2 separate regions of the Mus musculus genome follow, and region 1 is linked to region 2. The links are chromatin contacts, called in public HiChIP or PLAC-seq maps. All regions are on one chromosome and are shown on one strand. Each heading gives the region's core, a stretch centred on a gene start, on an enhancer-like site or on the middle of the called end of the contact. The rest is flanking DNA. Distances are from core to core; before and after follow the strand shown. Region 1 overlaps Ralgps1 (Ral GEF with PH domain and SH3 binding motif 1). Region 2 overlaps Garnl3 (GTPase activating RANGAP domain-like 3).

Region 1 (5,267 bases), core at 1,315-3,814, 300 kb after region 2:
TATAAGCAGCTACTGTGTGAGAGACACTGGGTAAGACACAGCTGCCTTCAAGGAGATTCGAGCGTCTAGCCAAGAAGGTAAGGCAGAGCAGACTAAAAGATACAGATGCAAAGCATGGCAGGATGCAGAGTGTAGCCAGGATCATGAGAAGAGGCTCAACAAGCATCGTGAGTATTAAAGGAAAGAGCGTCCATAAACTAGGGTGGAAGGAGTGGGAGGGAATGGCCAGCACACCTACAGTGCCTAGAAGGCAACAGTCATGCCTGCACATCCTTGGCTCCCTCACCCCCAGCACTTCAGAGCCACCCAAAACTTACATGGTGATCTGAGCTCTGGCCACGGGTTTATGGCTGAGGCAGCTCAGGGTAAAGAAAGGAGCTGACCTGGACATGAGAACTCTCTGTGGTGAGTACACACATCCGACGGAGCGTGAAGACCAGTGTCTGAGTAGATAGCAACAGGAACAAAAGAGCAACAGCTGTCAGAGTGGCCACAAGTGTGGACCAGGAGGGAACAGACAAATGGGGAAGGAAACTCTCAAAAGGAGAACCAGAGGAAACCCAACCACAGCTTGATCTGGGACAGAGGAGCCTGTGCCAATCACACTCTGTCACCATAAGACAACACCAGAGGTGACAGATTTACAAAGAGAAAATATTTGGCTCATAGTACTTCAGTCCAAATAAAGCGAAGGCAGAATGTCACCAAGGGTCCATCAAATTAGGGCTAGGAGGCAAAGCTAGGAAGAAAGCAAAACCGAGGCTCCCATAAGGCTCACTGCAGGAGAGTAGCTCACTTGTCCCCCTCAGCTCTTTTTCAAGCAGCCCTACCTCCCAACTTCCCACCTCAGAGTAGGACCTATGGCTGAAAGGCATGATGACCTAGGGCCTGGGGTCCATCCCAAGCTCTCAGGCTAGCAACCCTGGGCCAGCCTCTCCACACCCACGCTTTGCTCCCCTGACAGCACCCCCCTCTCTCCCATCTACAAGAGCAGGCAACACAGACTCTGGGCACCAGCCTACTTCTCTACCAGCTACCATGGCCCTCCCTACTCCTCCCTCCCAGCAAACGCCACCCGACCACTGAGGTGGCACTGACAGGTCCTCAGAATCTCCTCCTGACTAAGGCTAGAAACATGAGGCCCTTTACCTCAAGTCAGCTGACAGGGCTCACAGCCCCTCATCTAAACCACTTTCTCTAGCCTTGGCATTCCCTTAGCCCCTTGGCCTCTATGAAGTCTGTGTCCTCGGTTCACTGACTGCTCCGTGGAAATCAGAAGTCCAACTGCCAACTTCTCCCTAGCTTCCCACTACTCTGCTGTCCCATGGTCATGCACACTAGCATACTAAGGACGCCCACCCTGATGAACACCACAGACCCCTCCTTAACCCTACTTACACACTGGCTACTCCACACAGCAGGCCTCCAAACAGGCAGAACGACCCTTCTGTTATGACTCTAGCCTTGGTGCACCTAACTTCTTCATCATCTGCTATGACCAGTTTATATTTTTTCAAAGATTTATGACTTATTATTATATTTAAGTCACTGTAGCTGTCTTCAGACACACCAGAAGAGGGTGTCAGATCTCATTGCAGATGGTTGTGAGCCTCCATGTGGTTGCTGGGATTTGAACTCAGGTCCTTCAGAAAAGCAGTCAGTGCTCCTAACCACTGAGCCATCTCTCCAGCCCCCAGTTTATATTTTTTAAAAGCACTTTTTTTTATGAGATATTTTCTTTATTTACATTTCAAATGTTGTCCCCTTTCCTAGTTTCCCCTCCAAAAACCTCCTATCCCCTCCTCCCTCCCCCTGTTTACCAACCCACCCAATCCCACTTCCTGGCCCTGGCATTCGCCTATAATGGGGCACAGAACCTTCTCAGAACCAAGGGCCTCTCCTCCCATTGAAGACTGACTAGGCCATCCTCTGCTACAGATGCAGCTAGAACCATGAGTCCCACCATGTGTTTCTTTGGTTGGTTGTTTAGTCTGAGGGAGCTCTGGGGGTACTGGTTAGTTCATATTGTTGTTTAAGAGCACTTTCAACATACATAAATTTATTTGTAAATGTACACTCTAAATTACACTTTACATTTACATACATTATAAGATGATTACAAATAAAAGATTATAGAGATAAAGATATGAGAATGTTAAAAATAATTGTATTTTACTCATTTCTGAAGTACTTTAGTAATAAAAGAAATTTTCTTAATGTCTATATAAACTTCTTCACAGAAGTACAATGTATGCAGAAGTGTACATGATACTCAAGGAATTCCCACTTCCAATCAGTACCTGTGTGGAGCCCCCACAAGTCCACGTGACCCTTCCATCATGACTTGCCTATAAGGGGCACACACTACTGTGGGTTGTTAGTATGGATTCACCTTGTCTCCTCCTAATCTATACAAAGGGTGTGTGCGCGGGAATGAACACTGTGGGTCACCCAGATTTCCCAGCTGAGCTGGTACTCTAACCAGGGTCACCACTCTACAGGATCCTAACAGGATGTGTGCCCATCCTACAACTGACAAGCTCTGGCCTGGCTTCCCATTTGGGCAATTAGTGTCAGCGCTGCTGCCAGCACTGCAGAGCAAGGCTTCTGGGACATGCCCGCCTGCCATTATGTGTGCCAGTCTCAGAGCTGGCTTGGTGCCACATGGGGGTGAGGGTTGTTTCTGTTTTTTCCTAGTGGCTATGCCAGCTCACATTTCCATCAGCGGGAATAGAAATGTGCGACTCTGTAATGGTGCCATCATTTCTCCTTCATGTTTACTCTGGTAAAGAGGCATTCACAGGGTAAGCACAGTCCCTTTAGAGAAGGGATCAGTGACAGTGACAGGGCCCTCAAACTTACAGACCTGAGGTGAGTCAGAGTAAAATGTAGTATTGTTGCCACTTCTGCCTAAATATCATTTCTTCATAAAACCCGAGGAGAGGGGCTGGAGAGATGGCTCAGCAGTTAAGAGCACTGACTGCTCTTCTGGAGGGCATGAGTTCAAATCCCAGCTACCACATGGTGGCTCACAACCATCCGTAACGAGAAACGAATAAAGAACCTATGGGCCAGAGCAAACAGGGCCAGAGCAAGGGGGAGAAAGAGGGGAAAAAAGCCTAAGAGAAGGTACAAAAGCCCTGTGGGGAAGGACAGGCAGGTCAACCCAACTGTGAGACCTATACAAAAAGACGGGGTATATACACCCCAAGAGCTGGAAGCAATGTGGAGGTCCCCCTGGGGTGTATGCATGCTGTTTTGAGGTTTGTTTTGGGTTGTTTTTTTGTTTTTGTTTTTTTGTTTTGGTTTTTTAAGACAGGGTTTCTCTGTGTAGCCCTGGCTGTCCTGGAACTCACTCTGTAGACCAGGCTGACCTTGAACTCAGGAATCCGCCTGCCTCTGCCTCCCAAGTGCAGGAATTAAAGGAGTGCACCACCAATGCCTGGCTATTTTTAGCTTTTTGCACAACTAACATATAATAAAGATTTTTAAACCAGAATTTATGTGTCCCAAACTCACCCTTTACAATTCTGGAATTGAGTGGTTCTCCCATACTCCACAAGAGCTTGGTCATCGCCTCTTGCTAACTCCAGAGCACTCTCACCACTGTCCCCCAATCCACACACACAAGTCACCACCCACCACCCCTCTCCAGCCCTCCAGTCACTGACCCACCTTCTGTGTCTAAGGCTCAGCCTCTTCAGAACACTTCATACAAATGGAATCTAACAGACTGCTGCCTGCAGCTCAGGGGGTCCACACCCTGCCATCCTTCTAGCCATTCATTAGCTGGTAGGAATTTCTGGAGTGTAGGTTCTATTACAATGCAGCTATGAACACGAGGGAAAGGTTTTTATCTGGGCATCTGTCTCTTGGCTATACACCTCAGAGTGGAATGGCCTAGGTCACATAGTAACTCAAGCGTCAACTGTTTCAACGTCGCTGTTTTCCAAAGACTAGAACAAAGGTGCCCAGTAAACTGCTCCACAGAGTATATGAGACAGTATCCCTAAGGAACTACCCTGAAAGCAGCTCAGGTGGGTGGCATATCTGCACAGCACTATGTAAGCCAGAGGAACATATCCAGGCACACTGGAGGGCTAGAGATGGCTGCTAAACCTCTGCTCTTTGGAGAGCATTCACATGCAGGAGTTTTGTTTTGAACCGGATTCTGTTCCTGCCTTAACTGTTGACTTCATACTCTGTCTTCTTTCAATAATTATTTCAGGTTCTCTGTTACAATCACCGTCCTGGAATGGTTCCACTCGGCTGGTCCTTTCCCATTGTCATGCCTATGCACGAGACTCTGGGTCTGAGTCACCTCCCAGCTGCTGAGCTTGCCTTCTATCAGATTTCCCCCAGGAACAGTGTTAGTGTGGGTGTAGCAAAAGCTACACATAAAAGGTGAGTGCCGGACTGCCTGAAACTGGTACCTGTTACAATCAGATGTCAATCAAACCAGCCACTGCTCCTTCCCCACAAGTGGATGGCAGTGCCCACTGGCCCCAGGCAGTTCCACTCTGCGTGAACTCTGTCAACAGGGTGTTCTTTCTCTCAAGGGCTCTTAGGCAAGGGCTCACATTACGTCTTCCTTTAAAATTGAAATTTCACCTAGATGTTAGGTGTTGGCACATCTTTGCTATTTTGTCTGGTTTACAAGGAGGCTTATAACCTACAAATGGAGTCTTTCTCTGGTTTAAATTGAGGACTCCTTCTAACCCATCCTGTCTTGGTCGCCAGCCTAAGCACTCCAGAAGACACACACTGGCCCTCCTCGTGCAAACATCTCCTCCATTTCCATCCTCCTTGTCCAGGATGCTCAGCAACCATGGCACCACTTCTCACTTCTGATGATGGCATATGTGATTCACTTTCTCATGTCCTTTGGTCAGCACATTCTTTCTCTTCTCGCCTCCTCTCTCATCTGTCAGGACACCTCTGACTTCCTCAAGAACTTCCTTAGGGGCTGAATCTTCTTGCTGTATCTCTATAGTGTTACTTTTTCTGCCGTTTCTACCTGATCATTCTTTATTTGCTGGCTTGCTTGTTTTGAGATAGAGTCTCACACTGTAGCCCAGGTTGGCCTCAAAGGTCTTACGTTGGATGGAAAGACCAGAGCTCTAGCAGCCATCTTAGGCCATGAGGCAGCCTCAGGCTTAGAAAGCACTTTGGTCTCTGACCCAGCATGCTCTGATGCCCTTCTAACTTCCCACACCTTAAGAAGAAACTTGTAGTTTATGTCTTTGTTTTTGTGGAGTGTTTTTGTT
Region 2 (5,112 bases), core at 1,832-4,331:
AGAAAACACAGATGTTTATGTTATGATCATAACAATAGCAACATTACAGTTATGAAGTAGAAACAAAAATAATTTTATGGTTGGGGTAACCATAATATGAGGAACCATATTAAAGGGTCACAGCATTAGGAAGGTTGAGAACCACTGATCTAGCATATAGTAAGTGCATAATAAATGTTTGTTTTTATTCTTCTTATTATTTTAGCTCACTATTTTAGAAGTACTTAATCATAATTTGTTGAATAGTAGTAGTTTCTAGAATTTTTTTCTTTGCGAGATAGTCTCATATTTGGGGAAATGACATCAAACTTGCTACATAAGTGGCCTTGAAACTCCTGATTCTCTTGCCTCCAATTCCCAAGTGATGGGGGTCACAGGCATGCACCATCTCACCTGGTTTATGCAGTGCTTGGATTGAACACAGGATTTCAGGCAAGCTAGGCAAATGCCCTATCAACAAAGCCATATCCTCAGCCTTTCTTTCTAGGAAGTTTAAAGTTGTTACTTTATCACTATACATGTACATGATTTGCTATTTATGTGTACATGTATGTGTGGAGGGCTGTGAGGGTGTATTTTCTAGGACAACCAATGTTCACAGAGAAACCCAGTCTCACAACAACAACAACAACAACCCAAAAGTAATAGCTAAGCTTAATGAAGTAGTACGTTGTATAAAACATACTACTATTTCCCAGAGGCCAAGACTTAGAAGTGGCTGATTTCGAGAGTGACTTTGAGATGGGAGAAGCTGCTGGTAAGCAGAGCTTGGAGGCCCCAGCACAGAACAGTGGGCTCTGAATCATCTACAGTGAGAGGAATCACCTGAAAGGCGCTAACTGAACTGAGATGGGGTGAACTACAAGGCCCTCCCAGCACGTGTGCTAATCAGGCGACATCAAACTCAAGTCAGGTACTTACTGTTTTCCGCCAAAGAATTGCACGATACTGAGGGACACGCTGATTATTCTGGTCAGAAAGGGTGACAGACAAGAAGAAGGGGCTCTTCTCTGCATCATTTCCAATGTAATTCTGATGGACTAGAGAAGAGACGGTCAGTAAGGATGCAGCTGGTTCCTTCAAACAGAAGTGGCCAGCCCTCACATGCTATCCCAAGGCTGACTTGGGTAGGACTGACCACTTATCGTGCACCCACTTCCCTCTGGCCAGCGAATGGCTCAGAAATGAACTTGTGATTCAATGCTGGCTGAGACGGACGAGAAATCTGCCAAGAGCCTTATGGAAAGGCTCCCCATTCTAAAGATGACCCTCTCCTCTGGATGTTGTAGTGTCAGGTGATGTCTGAAGCTGCTGCAGCCATTGTATGGTCCTAAGGAGGGCAAAGCCATCACACTAAGGTTGAGAATCAGAAAAAGGGGAAAGGTTCTAGTCCTCTGATACCACTGAACTGTTTGCTGCCACCAACCATAGAGCCTTCCCTGGCTGATCTGTAGCTTGCTATGTAGATCATGTTGGCCTCAAACTTTATTGTTTGATTCCTTCTTGTTTAATCCAGTTTGAGGCTTTGCATCAGCTCTTTGGATGCTGGTGGCATTCAAACTCACAGCAACTCTTTTGCTGTGAGGCCAGTGCTGAGGGCACTCGGTGCCCAGCCATGGGGAAGATGACCGGCACATTGCTTTCTTGGTAAATGCTTCTATATCCCCCACCCACCCAAGTAACCCGGCCTGGCCAGACCAGAGCTTTTTAGAATAATACTGTAACAGTTTTCCTTGTCTTTCATGTGGAGCACATGAGTGTGTGTGTATGTGTGTGTGTGTTGCACAAACATGGATGTGTGGGTGTGTATGCCTGTCTGTGCACTTAGGAAGTCAAGGGAGGCTACTGGGTATCTTCTTCACTGCTCTCAGCTTTATTGCCTTGTGATAGGATCTCTCTATTAATTGGATATTCTCCATTTTGGCCAGGTTATCTGGCCAGTGAGCTCCCAGTATCTACCTGTTTGTCTTTCCGGTGTTGTACTGCAGACATGCTCAGTCATGCCCAGATTTTTTACATGGGGCTGGGGATTTGAACTCAGGCTGTCATGTTGCAGTGCAATCGCTCTTGCTGCCTGAGCCCTGTAACTGGTTTTTAAGACATCACTCTCATTTCCTGGCTTGAGCATCAAGTTCCACAATGGATGCCCCATGGCACATCTCTGCCATTTCAGATTTCACATCAGTTACTTGCCCTCCATTCCCAGCCCTTCTCTCATTAGCAACACATCTGCTCTCCATCTTTCCATGCGCTCTCTCTCTAAATGTATAGTCTAAAACCTGAGCAACCGAGCTCTTGGTATGTGTTAGGCACCAAGTATTGTTATTCTTGCATCTCTCATTGGAAGCTTTGTTTAGACCTATAGGGAAGGACTAAAAACAGCTCCACTTTACAGACAGAGAAGCCAAGTTCAAGTCCCAAGGCTAATAAGAGCAGAACCAAGTTGCAAACCTTGTCTATAGGCTTTTTGAGGGCAGGGGGTTTGGTTCACTTCACACGGCACCTCATAGCTACATATACTTCCACAAGACAAATACTTGTCATTGGTGAGTAAATATGGCAGAGCCCACAGTTTTATGGCCAAGAGGTTGCTCAGGAAACAATTGTTCTCCTTCATGGTCTCAAGTGAAATGTTTAGAACTCATGCAGATAGGTACTGACCTTGCTAAGTTAAAGCCTTTTTTCCATCCTGAAAATTCTTATCTATCAAAGGACTCATTCCTATGAGCTAGTTCCCTCTTAACCAGGGATTAAAACAACATTAAACCCCAACCCCCACAGCACTCCTCACAACAGACCAACCCACAATCAAGAACGCTCTGAGTTGAAGCTTTTAGCCCACGAAGCCCACCCCTGACCTCACTGTGAAGTGCTCTGATGATGTCGTCCTGAATGATTGCATTCCACTCATACACAGTGCTTGAAATTATTATGCAGGTTTGAACAGAATCTCTTCCCCCAGTCACCACAAGGACATAATTACCTTGTCCTAAAAAGTACTTGAAATACCACCGGGTGTGGTACTCCGGGTTTTCTAAGTGCACGTCTGTCCTTCGCCAAGTGCCTGGCAGAGCAGCTGCACTCTGTATAGAACAAAGCAGAGCGGTGTCGTTAAAATGTTTACTCAGAGAGTGAACACGAAGCTAGCACTAAACCAGGAGCCAAAGAGCCAGGGTAGAAAAAGTCAGCACTAAAAGCACACGAATAAGGGCTGTCACCACATGCTCTCACCAGCAATGACGTCCCGTGTAAAGTCATGTCACAGAAACACTCCAGAAATCTTCAGGGTGCAGGAATAAAAATGAGTGAACTCAGTCCTAACAGATGTAAAGTTTTCTCTTCTCTGGTGTATGGCATCTGGATACCTGGAAATTGGTGTCCCCTAGGCACCAGTTCTTGCCAGCACATCTCACCCAGAGGATATTGGTTAGTGTCTTACTCAAGTTCATCTGCTTTCTAGAACTTGGAAATGCACCTTACCTAGTTGGCGTGTAAAATATGGACAAACAGAATGAATAGCCCTATAAAAGACAGTCATTATTAATGATGATTAATCCTGGTTGCCAACTTGACTGGATCTGAAATCAACTAAGAGGAAAGCCATTGGGCACATCTGTAAGAGGTTTTCTTGATTAGGTTGTCTGAAGTGGGAAGAGTGATTCTGGAGGAGGCCTGAAAAACGGAGGTCTGAGGAAAAAGGCCTTTTATACCTTGCTGTTGGATCAACTACCCTGCTGCTGCTGCCACTGCTGCTGTTCTTTGCTGATATCAGAATGCTGAAGACCAGTGGATCTCCAGGAAACCTCCAGGCCTTCAGCATCAGACTGGGATTGCTTGAGGTGTCCATCCTTGTGGACCAGGTAGCTACTGGATTCTCAGCCTTTCCAGTGTGAAGACAGCCATCATTGGAGTGCTCAGATCACACTGTGTAAGCTGAGCTAATAGATCTCCTTTTAATAGATGCTCATTTCACCACTTCTCTTGCTTTAGAGAACTCCAAATAACAGCAGAACTGCTCCTCACCATCCACACACACAGCTATTTTTTCTTCCTTTCTCCACCCCCTCTTTTTTCTTTTTTTCCAAGACTGGGTTTCTTTGTGTAGCCCTGGCAGTTCTGTCGACCAGGCTGGCCTTGAACTCAGAGATCTGCCTGCCTCTGCCTCCAGAGTGCTGGGATTAAAGGTGTGCACCAACTCCTAGCTGTTTTTTTTTTTTTTTCTTAACAGCATGGACTCATACCAAATCATGCAGTTTGAAGGATATCCTTTCCAGTTAATATTTTACACACACCCCTTCTGTGATATTATACTTAAAGCTCTATACTAGTTTATTATGTGGATTTAATACAAATAATTAATGATACTGGATTTAATAAATAATGTGTGGCTTGCATCTAATTCCACATGTACATAATTACTTGTCTAATTGCTTCTTTAGAATAAATTCTTAGGAGCTGAGTCATTTGCCAAGAGGCATGCTCTCTGGAAGGATTCGTCAACCCAACTCTAGAAGGCTGGTACAGCATCTCAGTCCCAGCAGCAGGGGCTGAGGACACTCCTGTCCCTATACCTTGGCATTTCTTCTTAACAATTTAATAGTAAAGATGTAATCTTAATGTGTTTATATTTGTGTTCCTTTATCTAATAGGTAGACTAAACATTATTTCCATTTAAAAACTGATATACCAGGTGTAGCCTTTAATCCTAGCATTTGGGAGGGAGGGTCTCTGTGAGTTCAGGGCCAGCCTGGTCAACAGTGAGTTCCAGGTCAGCCGGGGCTTTGCAGAGAGACCTTGTCTCAAACAAAACAAAACAAAGCAAAACAAATAAAACTCTGATATTTGTGTGTGTGTGTACACATGTATGTATGTAAGATTAGGGAAGAGAAGTTCTCTCTGATCACCCTCTAACTATTCCTTTGAGGAAGGATCTCCCACTAAACATTAAGCTTGCATTTTCTCATCTAGGCTGCAAGACAGGAGGCCCCAGTGACCTCCTGTCATCCACAGGCACCTAGCTGATCAGTAGCTGCTGAGATCCAAGCCCTGGTTGTCATGATCATGCAGTAGATACGCTTAAACCATTGAGTCATCCCTCCTTTCCTACTCTTT

What was found. HiChIP or PLAC-seq counts read pairs in DNA pulled down with a chosen protein or histone mark.
Region 1: a contact with region 2 is called in an H3K4me3 HiChIP or PLAC-seq map of embryonic basal ganglia, with 2.7 times the contacts expected there. The contact joins two enhancer-like sites. A contact is called at or near these places in 7 of 39 promoter capture datasets (the C10 cell line, cranial neural crest, embryonic stem cells and 4 more), 3 of 484 Hi-C or Micro-C datasets (embryonic stem cells, nephron progenitors and peritoneal macrophages) and 6 of 115 datasets of contacts at active chromatin or transcription factors (embryonic basal ganglia, embryonic fibroblasts, embryonic stem cells and 3 more).

What each region holds. Positions count from the first base shown.
Region 1 is chr2:33,353,132-33,358,398 of GRCm38.p6, forward strand. The region is part of intron 1 of Ralgps1 (Ral GEF with PH domain and SH3 binding motif 1); the gene reads right to left. Among named protein-coding and RNA genes, the nearest start is that of Ralgps1, 16 kb to the right of the region's middle. Within about 2 kb of position 2,565, at least 50 of the 459 cell types and tissues checked have an H3K27ac peak or open chromatin away from gene starts, as enhancers often do. A contact at or near this core is called in embryonic basal ganglia, where this site is marked.
Region 2 is chr2:33,051,175-33,056,286 of GRCm38.p6, forward strand. It overlaps Garnl3 (GTPase activating RANGAP domain-like 3), which reads right to left. Exons shown (of 30, transcript NM_001355200.1): 5 at 2,984-3,083; 6 at 922-1,040. Among named protein-coding and RNA genes, the nearest start is that of Slc2a8, 72 kb to the left of the region's middle. Within about 2 kb of position 3,082, at least 13 of the 459 cell types and tissues checked have an H3K27ac peak or open chromatin away from gene starts, as enhancers often do. A contact at or near this core is called in embryonic basal ganglia, where this site is marked.